Regions from separate parts of the Sus scrofa genome. Here region 2 is linked to region 1. A link is a contact called in public Hi-C data. All regions are on one chromosome and are shown on one strand. The core of a region is the stretch at or near the end of the contact, and the rest is flanking DNA. Distances in the headings are between cores, read along the strand shown.

The links. Hi-C and Micro-C count contacts between places; a contact is called where the count stands out from the background.
Region 2: a Hi-C map of skeletal muscle shows a contact between it and region 1, with 4 times the contacts expected there. The contact joins two enhancer-like sites. A contact is called at or near these places in 1 of 47 Hi-C or Micro-C datasets (skeletal muscle) and 2 of 2 datasets of contacts at active chromatin or transcription factors (alveolar macrophages and skeletal muscle).

What each region holds. Positions count from the first base shown.
Region 1 is chr1:56,090,560-56,095,267 of Sscrofa11.1, forward strand. No RefSeq gene overlaps it. Among named protein-coding and RNA genes, the nearest start is that of AKIRIN2, 23 kb to the left of the region's middle. Within about 2 kb of position 2,207, at least 20 of the 83 cell types and tissues checked have an H3K27ac peak or open chromatin away from gene starts, as enhancers often do. A contact at or near this core is called in skeletal muscle, where this site is marked.
Region 2 is chr1:56,259,324-56,264,102 of Sscrofa11.1, forward strand. No RefSeq gene overlaps it. Among named protein-coding and RNA genes, the nearest start is that of TRNAE-UUC, 42 kb to the right of the region's middle. Within about 2 kb of position 2,463, at least 9 of the 83 cell types and tissues checked have an H3K27ac peak or open chromatin away from gene starts, as enhancers often do. A contact at or near this core is called in skeletal muscle, where this site is marked.

The DNA of each region.
Region 1 (4,708 bases), core at 957-3,456:
AAGCTGCCAAAGTGGCCCAAAAGGACTTAAAGGGAAAAGACATGCCAAGGAGGACATAAGCCCTCTAATTGATTTCAAGCTGAAGATGCAATCTAGTGAGATCTGACTGCTGAAAAATATCTTGGATCTCAGTTTATTTCTCTTCTCTTTTTTTTTTTTAGGCCTGCACCTGCAGCATATGGAGATTCCCAGGCTAGGGGTCGAATCAGAGCTGCAGCTGCTGGCCTACACCATAGCCACAGAGCAACACTAGATCCAAGCTGCGTGTGTGACCTACACCACAGCTCATGGCAACACCATATCTTTAAGCCACTAAGCAAGGCCAGGGATCAAACCTGTGTCCTCATGGATGCTACTTGGGTTCGTTAACCACTGAGCCACAATGGGAACTCCTATTTCTCCTATCTCTAGTTGAATCCTAGAGGTGAAAGGAGGCATTTTTGAGGATATGGTAGGAAGTCAGGCAGGCTACATAAGAAGAGATTGCAAAAGATATAGAGGAGAAATGTGACTCAAGATGTACATGGGGATAGTTTGACTCCCTAGAAGAACTGATTCTTTCATCAATGCCTGTTTCCATCACTGTAGTGCAATGTCAACCCTCTCTTCCATTTTCTGACAACTAATTTTTCAAGGATCTGTACAAATACTCAGTTAAAAATATCTAACCACACATAAATTAAACAGCTTGTTTTAATGTATATGAAATAGATAACCAGATCATCTTAGCAGTGGTTATGATGAAAGTGTAGAGAGAGAAAAAAAAAAAAAGAGATAATGAGGGGAAAAGATACCAAACATATCCAACTATTTTTTGCAGGGTATAAAAAGTCTCATAGCGGAGTTCTCATTGTGGCTCAGTGGGTTAAGGACCCAACGTTGTCTCTGTGAGGATGCAGGTTCAATCTTTGCCCTTGCTCAGTGGGTTAAGGATCTGGCATTACTGCACACTGTGGCGTAGGTTGCAGATGTGGCTTGGATCAGCCATTGCTGTGCTTGTGGCAAAGGCCCCAACTGCAGTTCCCATTCGACCCCTAGTCAGGAAACTTCCCTAGGCTGCAGGTGCAGCTTTGTAAAAAGAAAAAAGAAAAAAGTCTCTTAGTACATGTACAGTTAACCAGAAAATTTAAAGTTCATTAATTATAAAGCTCAAGTAGTTCTGAGATTAGACATTATTTTGGTTTAGTCCATAAAATAAACTTTGTGTCTGGGGCCCATGAAGGAATTTTCTCAGATTTTCTTCATTTTTCTTATTTTTTATCGGGAAAGTGTAAGGATAAAGTACAAAATGTATGGAGATATGAAAACTTTCTTGCCTCTCTCAGATGATAAAAAGGTAAGTGAGTCATTTGCTCAAACACCAACCTAGAAATTTTATCTCATGCATCGTTGAATAAGAAGCCTTAGCCGGGCACTCCTCCAGTTGGTAAGAGGATCTCCGAGTCGCATGATGAAAAGGGGACGGCTGAACCTGCTGCCTTTGCTTTCTCCTCCCTCTGGTTTCTGGCAGCCTTTCTGCTCATAGATCATCCTCTTCTGTGATCCTGCATGCAAGTTTCCAAGCCGCTCCCCCTTGGCCCACTCCTGTTTGGATCAGAACCCTGAACCTCGGTGGAGACGCAAAAGCAAACAGGTCTGGCTCAACTTCACTTGATAACACAAAGGAATATGACTTTTAAGTTCCCTGGAAACGGCTGTCATGGTTGGCTGAGCCCGTAGGTCAAGGTCATCAGTGTAATTCCTGGAAAGAGATGCAGAGTGAGTACTGCTGGTCTGGGCCAGGTGCCTCAAATCCTAAAACTTTAGAATAGGAAACATACGCTGTGGTTCTTGAGAGGGACCAGGCAGGTGAGAAAGGTTATAGGAATGAAGGGGAACATTTCCACTAGGGAGAGAGTGGAAAGTATGTGTCCTTAGCTGCGTCACCGACTCAGCTGGGTCACCTGCTCCAAAACAGCTCAGTACTAGAAATCAGAAGAAGCCCAGGGCAGAACAGTCCATGCTCCTCCCAGGAGTGAAGTCCCAGTCGCTTTCCCTTGCAGAGGGGGCAGGAAAACCCTTCTTTCTACTTTGAATTTTCATCGTGATAACCATGCCTTTGCCAAGGAACCCAGATAAAGGAAACTCTGTGTCTTCCTTGGTGAAGTAAACCAGTATGGGCCAGAAAGATGTGAGAAGCCAATGTCAGGAGGAACCATACTTCCTGCATCCCCTCCTGAATCATCCGGTAATAAGCTTCTAACATGCAGAAAGCCCTGAAGAAATACAGCAGAGAAGGAAGTGAATGAGCCAACTGCTTTGGCTCCAAGCCCGAGAAACACCCTGCTTCAAGAATAAAATTGCACCTCTCATGCCAACAGTTCAGGTAAGGGAAACTACACAAATAATGCTTGGAATTCAATGGAAGAACAACCTAAAGAGATCTTATAGTTTTTATTTTATTTTGTTTTATTTTTGGCCTTTAAGATTGCTCTTTTGCTCAGTTTGTTGGCTGGCTTGCTTTAGCTCAGGTGATGAAAGGAGGGGATAAATAATGCACCTTCTTGTTCTGAGTAGCATCTATTAGATGACACAGAGGGACGTCATCCAGGTAAAAGAGGGTGTGGAACCCTGCTCCCTCACACTTCCTGCCTGGGTAAATGGAAAGCCAAGGGCTACTATAAAAAGTAATTTGTGTCCAGCTCTTTGTGGAGGGAAGTATTTTTCACACTGAGAATGTCACACTCCAAATGTTAACCTAGTGCTGTTTCCTGCTCTTACTCATAAAGTGATTCACGTGACTTTTAGTAGCTTTAGCGTCTTCAGAGCAGAGGAACCAGCAGGCCAGTGGCCACCTGATGGAATTACACAACATGGCTTATTTTGGAGAAAAAGGAAGTCGGGGTGAGGATCATTTATCTCATCAGCCTCATGATCACAAAACTTACCCAGGCTAAAAAGAGTCTTTAATCACTCTGCCATTTATACTTTCCCCCCAGCTTCCAAATTCTCATGCTTAAATTCTTTTTTTGTGAAAGCTACTTTTAACTTAAAATTTCTTCCTTCTGGCCTTACTTTTCTATCACTTTTCTCCTGCTTAATCCTTTCCATTATCCAATAATAGACATAGCATAAGGAGTTGAGGAGGTTTCCTTACTCAACCCAACACCAAGGAGTAAGAAGAAACATGGAAGATACTCATACCCCAGGTTCTTGGCTATAATTAAGAAACCAGCTGGTGGCCAAATCCAATGAGTTACATGAAGAACTCTCTAGATTGGCTATCTGCATTACAATCAGACTGACGTAATAATGATACAGTAATAATCAATGACGTAATTTGACTTAATAATGTCAAATTGTGGTTTGACAAAGGTCACCCAAAGATCAAGAATTTCAGGATCTGATAAAAAAAATTTTTTTTAATTGAAAAAAAGAAGCACCAGGGAAAACATCTGATCTGGCAAAATAGCTAATACTTAGGAGCTTACTGTGTGCTGAGCCCTGATCCAATTACTTTACACATATTAACTCATTTAATCCTCACAATAAAGCTGTTTACATTATATCCCCATTTTGCAGATGAAGAAAATCAAGGCACAAAATGGGGCCTGGGATAGAACTAGAGAGGCACTGTCTTTCAAAGGATTTTCTCCTCCATTGCCTTCACCTGTCAGTGCCTTCAGGCTCTGCCTCAGCTCTTTGGCCCAAGGTCATGGCCTTCCAAGGACAGCCTGCCTTGAACAGAATGGCAAGGTACAAAGGCATAGGCATCTCGGCCCAACATGGGACAATTCTGATGGGTCGTCGTCGCAACAGAGCTCCCTGCCTGGTTGGTAGAAGATTTGCTGAGCCTGTATCACATTTCAACTTCTGCCCCAGCTAGGGTGACTAACCTTCCCAGTTTGCCTGAGACTGTCTTGCTTTTAGCACTGAAAGTTCTGTGTGCCGATAAACTCATCCCAGGCTAACCAGAATGGTTGTTTGCTTTGGCCCAATCCTCTGTCCTTCTCCTTCCTTCTAAACATATTGATTCCTAATAATGATTATGCATCCCAAACTCCATCCATCTCAGTGTCTGTGTTCTGAGAGCCCCACACAGGGACAGTGCCCTGATTATATCACAGACATACAGACCATGGACAGTCTGGCATCAGACTGTGTATTCTTTGTTTGTTTGTTTTTAGGGTGGGACCCGTGGCAAATGGAAGTTCCCCAGCTAGGGGTAGAATCTAAGCTGCTGCTGCCAGCCTATACCACAGCCACAGCAATGCCAGATCCTTAACCCACTAAGTGAGGCCAGGGATTGAATCCACATCCTCATGGATACTGGTCAGGTTCGTTGCCGTTGAGCCACAACAGGAACTCCAGACTGTGTATTCCTTTTTTAAAATTAGTTTTATGGAAGTATAGTTGATTTACAATGTTGTGCTAATTTCTGCTATATAGAAAAGTGATTCAGTTATACATTTGCATACATTCTTTTTCATATTCTTTTCCATTATGGTTTATCACAGGATATTGAATATAGTCCCTTGTGCTATGCACTAAGACCTTGGTGTTTATCCCTTTCCTGTGTAATAGCTTACATCTGCTAACCTCAAACTCCCAGTCTCTCCCTCCCCCTCCCCCTTGAAAACCACATGTCTGTTCTCTATATCTGTGAGTCTGTTTCTGTTTCATAGATAAGTTCATTTATCAGACTGCGTGTTCTTAATCTCCAAGCTTT
Region 2 (4,779 bases), core at 1,213-3,712, 170 kb after region 1:
ATTTTCATGTTTAAGCTATCATTTTTACAAATGAGACATAGTATCATTAAGCCATAGTATGTAACGGGTTTTCAGCTAGAATTTTGTGATGTGCTTTTAAAAACAAAAAACAAACAAAAAACCCAAACATATCAGGTCTATACAATGGGCCTGCTAAATTCTGAACTCTTTACACCTTTTTTCTCTTCAAAATGCCCCAAACTTCATGCTGTAATTTTAACTTATGGTAAAGATTTTACTGGTTGACATGTTGGCAAAAAGAAAGAGGTGACATATGAGTTAAGACTTCAGTTATCTGCCTTTTAATTTTTTTAAAAACTCTTTTCCATTATGGTTTTATTACAGGATATTAAATATAGTTCCCTGTGCTATGTAATAGCACCTTGTTGTTTATCCGATGCACTTTGATTTAGGCTAATTTTCTAAATTTCAAGCTGTACCTAATGGCCTGTCTGCCACGTGAAGCAGAAAGCCACAGATGTCCTCTGAACAATTGTTTGAAAGTAAGGCATTTCAACAGCTCCTACTACATGAGGAGACCACCTGGGCATATAAAAACCATCTTTCATTTCAAAGTGGACAGGAAACACAAGACATTCTAAAACATTGCCTGGAAATCATGCAAGAAAATTAAGTTTTCCTTCAGAAATAATTAGGCTTGAAAACAAATATGCCCTGACTAAAGCAACGGGGCTGGTTGGCAGAGGAGGAGAGTAAACTGCTATCCAGCTATTAGAGGTGTTTATGAAAGTGGGGCAGGAAAGTGCCCATGAAACTAGGCCAGACTCTAGGTTCATAACCACAGATGATCTGCTGTGACATAATTTTTTATAAGGGCTCAAAAGTGTGGCAAACATTTATATTGGAGGACAAAAGAAAAAGCAGCATCTAGAACCGCCTATGTGGTAAAATGCCAGATACCATGGCTCTGACAGTAAGAGGAATTTTTTTGTTCTGCACCTTCAGAGTTAATTTTCCTCTCCTCATGAAGTCCGGAGGAATTACAAAAATCTTTTATATCAGATTTGCAAATCCTGATAAGTTACCCACCCCTACTCTCTATCAGCTTGCCCTTTCGACAGGCGGTGCGCAGTAAAATGAATAAATTCAGCATATTTTCCTGTTCACCAAGCATAAATTATTACTAACTGTGGTGAGAGGCTATTTGAAAAGCCGTTTTATTTTCTATACCGAAAAGCTTCTTTTATCTATAAAGGATTCTGTTTGAAATCGAAGTAGATATTGTCTTATCTTTGTGACCCCAGGAAACTGAACTAGAATGACATATTTCTACTCTAAAGAGGGCAATGAGAGGATTCATGTGTACGCTAGATAAACTCTGCTAATCTATTCCTGCTCTTGGATCAGATTTCCAGTCTGTGAAACACTAGGAGACTCACTCTAGCATTTGTATGTGATACAACACCATTGAAATTATCTATGAGTGTGTTCTAATTGGCAGGCTTCAGCCGGGGGGCGGGGGGAAGGGCAGGGGGATGCGGGGGAGGGCACGGGCGAGTAGGATTGGACCCTGTGACCTCAGAGATCCCTTCCAACTGACAAGCATTCCAAGGCTTTCATGCCATAGCCCTTTAGTAATAGGCTGCTGCCCTGATATTTTTGCCCAGCCTTTTAGCTCTAGTCCATTAAGTCATGATTTCCCTCAAACACCGTCCCTGAAAGGATGGTAGCAATTTGGCAAAGTGTCAGTTCGAAGTAGCACTAACAAAATGTGTATCTATCCAATGATCATAGCTTTTATTCATTGACAAACAGCCTGGAAATTCATAAATAGTTTTCATGTGATAGCACATTTCTTCTATCCTCATTTCATCTGAGCTCTGTCATCATCATAAACTGGGCATTGAACCATTGAAGCTGGCATTCAGCATTAACATGTGATATGGTACCCCTCACCATTTTGCTCGTTCTTGGTTGCTTTTTCTTTCTTTTATTTATTTATATGTTTATTTTGGAGGAGCGCAGAAAGGATCAATGATTTCTAAAAATGAACATTTTAAAAAAGTGAAGTATAGTTGATTTACAATGTTGTGTCAGTTTCTGGTGGACAGCAAAGTGATTCTGTTATACACACATACACATATATATTCTTTTTCGTGTGTTCTAAATGATAGGTTATTACAAGATATTGAATATAGTTCCCTGTGCTCTACAGTAGGTCCTCAGAGCAGTATGTATTTGCTAATCCCAAACTCCTAATTTATCCCCCCCAACATTTCCCCTTTCCTAACTGTAAGTTTGTTTTCTGCATCTGTGAGACTGTTTCTGTTTTGTAAATAAGTCCATTTGTATCATATAAAAATGAACATTTTTAATGAAGCCACTATTTGGGCATCAGTGCTAGAGAAAAGAGATTGGACATTTTGAACCTTGTGTGGTAAGGCAGAAAATAATCCTGAATCAAAGCCTCTTGGCTGCGAGCAGGGCTGACTCACAAGCTTGGCTCTTCCATTCAGCAGGAAGCAGCACTTGGAGGGGACTGACTCACTTGCCCAGGCAGCACGTGCGTGAGGTTGAGCCGTGAGACCAACTGCCTCACAAGCCGTGGTGGTGGTTCTCTCTGCGAAGTGAAAAGCATGTGAAAATTATTCATCCTCATATGTTAGGTCTTAAAATAGTTTGCTCTGTTGATCCATTTATAAGAAACGTGCAACCACTTTTCTCAGCCCACCTGGGTGAACGTTCAAATGACCGAAAACAGTTTCTGGTAGAAATACACGCGGTATAAAACGTTGGCATCAACTTTGACTTCACTCCCTTTTCTGCCTCGAAATCTCTCTTTAGTCACAAAATAGTTACCCCTGAATTTCCTTATTGGGGAAGCCACCCCATTACCCAATTTAGGTCCTTGTCACCTCTCACCTCTGTCATCGCCATTGCTTTTAAACAGCATGAAGTGGTTAGGATTTCTTGGTTGCAAGCAACAGAATCCAAATCTGGGTAATAAGGGATTACTGGAAGGACTCACAGAATCAGTAGGAGATGGGCAACTGGGTTTCGAACAGGTAGGAATAAGGCATCTCTGGAAGCCTGGAAGCAGGAAGCAAACACCTGCTTCATAGCAGCTTGAATCTGTTTGAGGTCAGGACAGCTGTGGCCATAGACAGTGTGCCATTTCTTTTGATCTCATGTCATTGGTTTAAAGTGAGTCCAAGTGACACCTTTGTCCCTGGATGTGCTGGGGTGAAAAAGAAGAAAATCTTATTCTATGGCTTCCTGGATCCCTGGAATTACTGTCCCTCTAAGACGACACATAACACATGGTGGAATGAGGTAATCACCCAAAATAAAACTGGTGAGAAAGGATGCTTGGTGACAAATACCCTGGAGAAAGGATTTCCCCCTCCAATCCCTCATCCCTCCAACCCATTTCAATTTAACAAACATCTAAGTATTAACCCCGCACAAAGTGCAACATTAGGTATTGGGAATTCTGGGAAAAGGGATCTTCTACACTTTGCTACCAATTGCACTGCATTTGGCGGGGCCATGTACTCTGACGGCTTTTTTTAAAGACAATATTTTTCAAGAATAGGTTTAGGTTCACAGTACAATTGAAAGAAAGTTATCGAGAAATTTTCCATATGACCTCTGCTTCCATATAAGCAGAGCCTCCTCCATTACTGACATCCTCCAGCAAAGTGGTACCTTTGTCACACAGGTGATCATCCTACATTGGTGCATCATAATCACTCAGAGTCTGTAATTCACATTAGGGGTCACTCTGGGTATTGTATATTGCGGAAGTTGGAACAAATTAATAATGACTTGTATCTACCTTTGTGATATTATACAAAGTATTTACACTGCCCTAAAAATTTTCTGTGCTGTACTTATTTGCTCCTCCCTCCAACCCCTAACCATTGACCTTTCTCCTGTCTCTATAGTTTTGCCTTTTTCGAATGTCACATAGTTGGAATCATAGTCTGCAACACTTCCCAATTGTCTTCTTTTACTTAATACTACGCATTTACATTTCCTTCATGTCCTTTCATGACTTGATAGCTCTGTTTTTTTTTTTTTTTTTTTTTTTTTTTTTAGGGCCTCACCGCCCGGCATGTGGAGGTTCCCAGGATAGGCGTCTAATTGGAGTTACAGCTGCCGGCCTACACCACAGCCACAGCGATACCAGATCCAAGCTGCATCTGTGGCCTACACCACAGCTCACGGCGACGCTGGATTTGTAACCCACTAAGCGAGGCCAGGGATTGAACCTGCAACCTCATGGTTCCTAGTTGGATTCGTTTTCCACTGTGCCACAATGGAAACTCCTTGATAGCTCTTTTTCAAAGTGCTTAATAACATTCCGTTGTCTGGATGTACTATAGTCTATTTATCTATTCACCTGCTGAAGAGCGTCTTGGTTGCTTCCAAGTTTGGGCAATTATGAATAAAGTTCTGATCATCCATGGGCAGGATTTTGTGTGGATGTAAGTTTCCAACTTCTTTGGGTAATTACTAAGGATCACCATCGCTGGATCATATGTTAAGAGGATGTTTGCTTTTGTAATCCCACGGCTTTTCCCTGAGGAGCAGCAATGAAGAACTGGCCACCGTGCCATGCATTCCAACAACATCTTCTGAGATGATCTGAAGTCTTCCTCCTGCCTTTCCCCTCTGCATCTCTCTGAGTTCTTTCACCCCATAAAGTGCACTCCTCACCTTCCTTCCCCCTGTGTCTTGGTCTTACTCTTGTATCATTAAGATGTTAGGTGAAAGCAGACATCGGGGATCATACTGGGGTGCTGGAGATGTTCC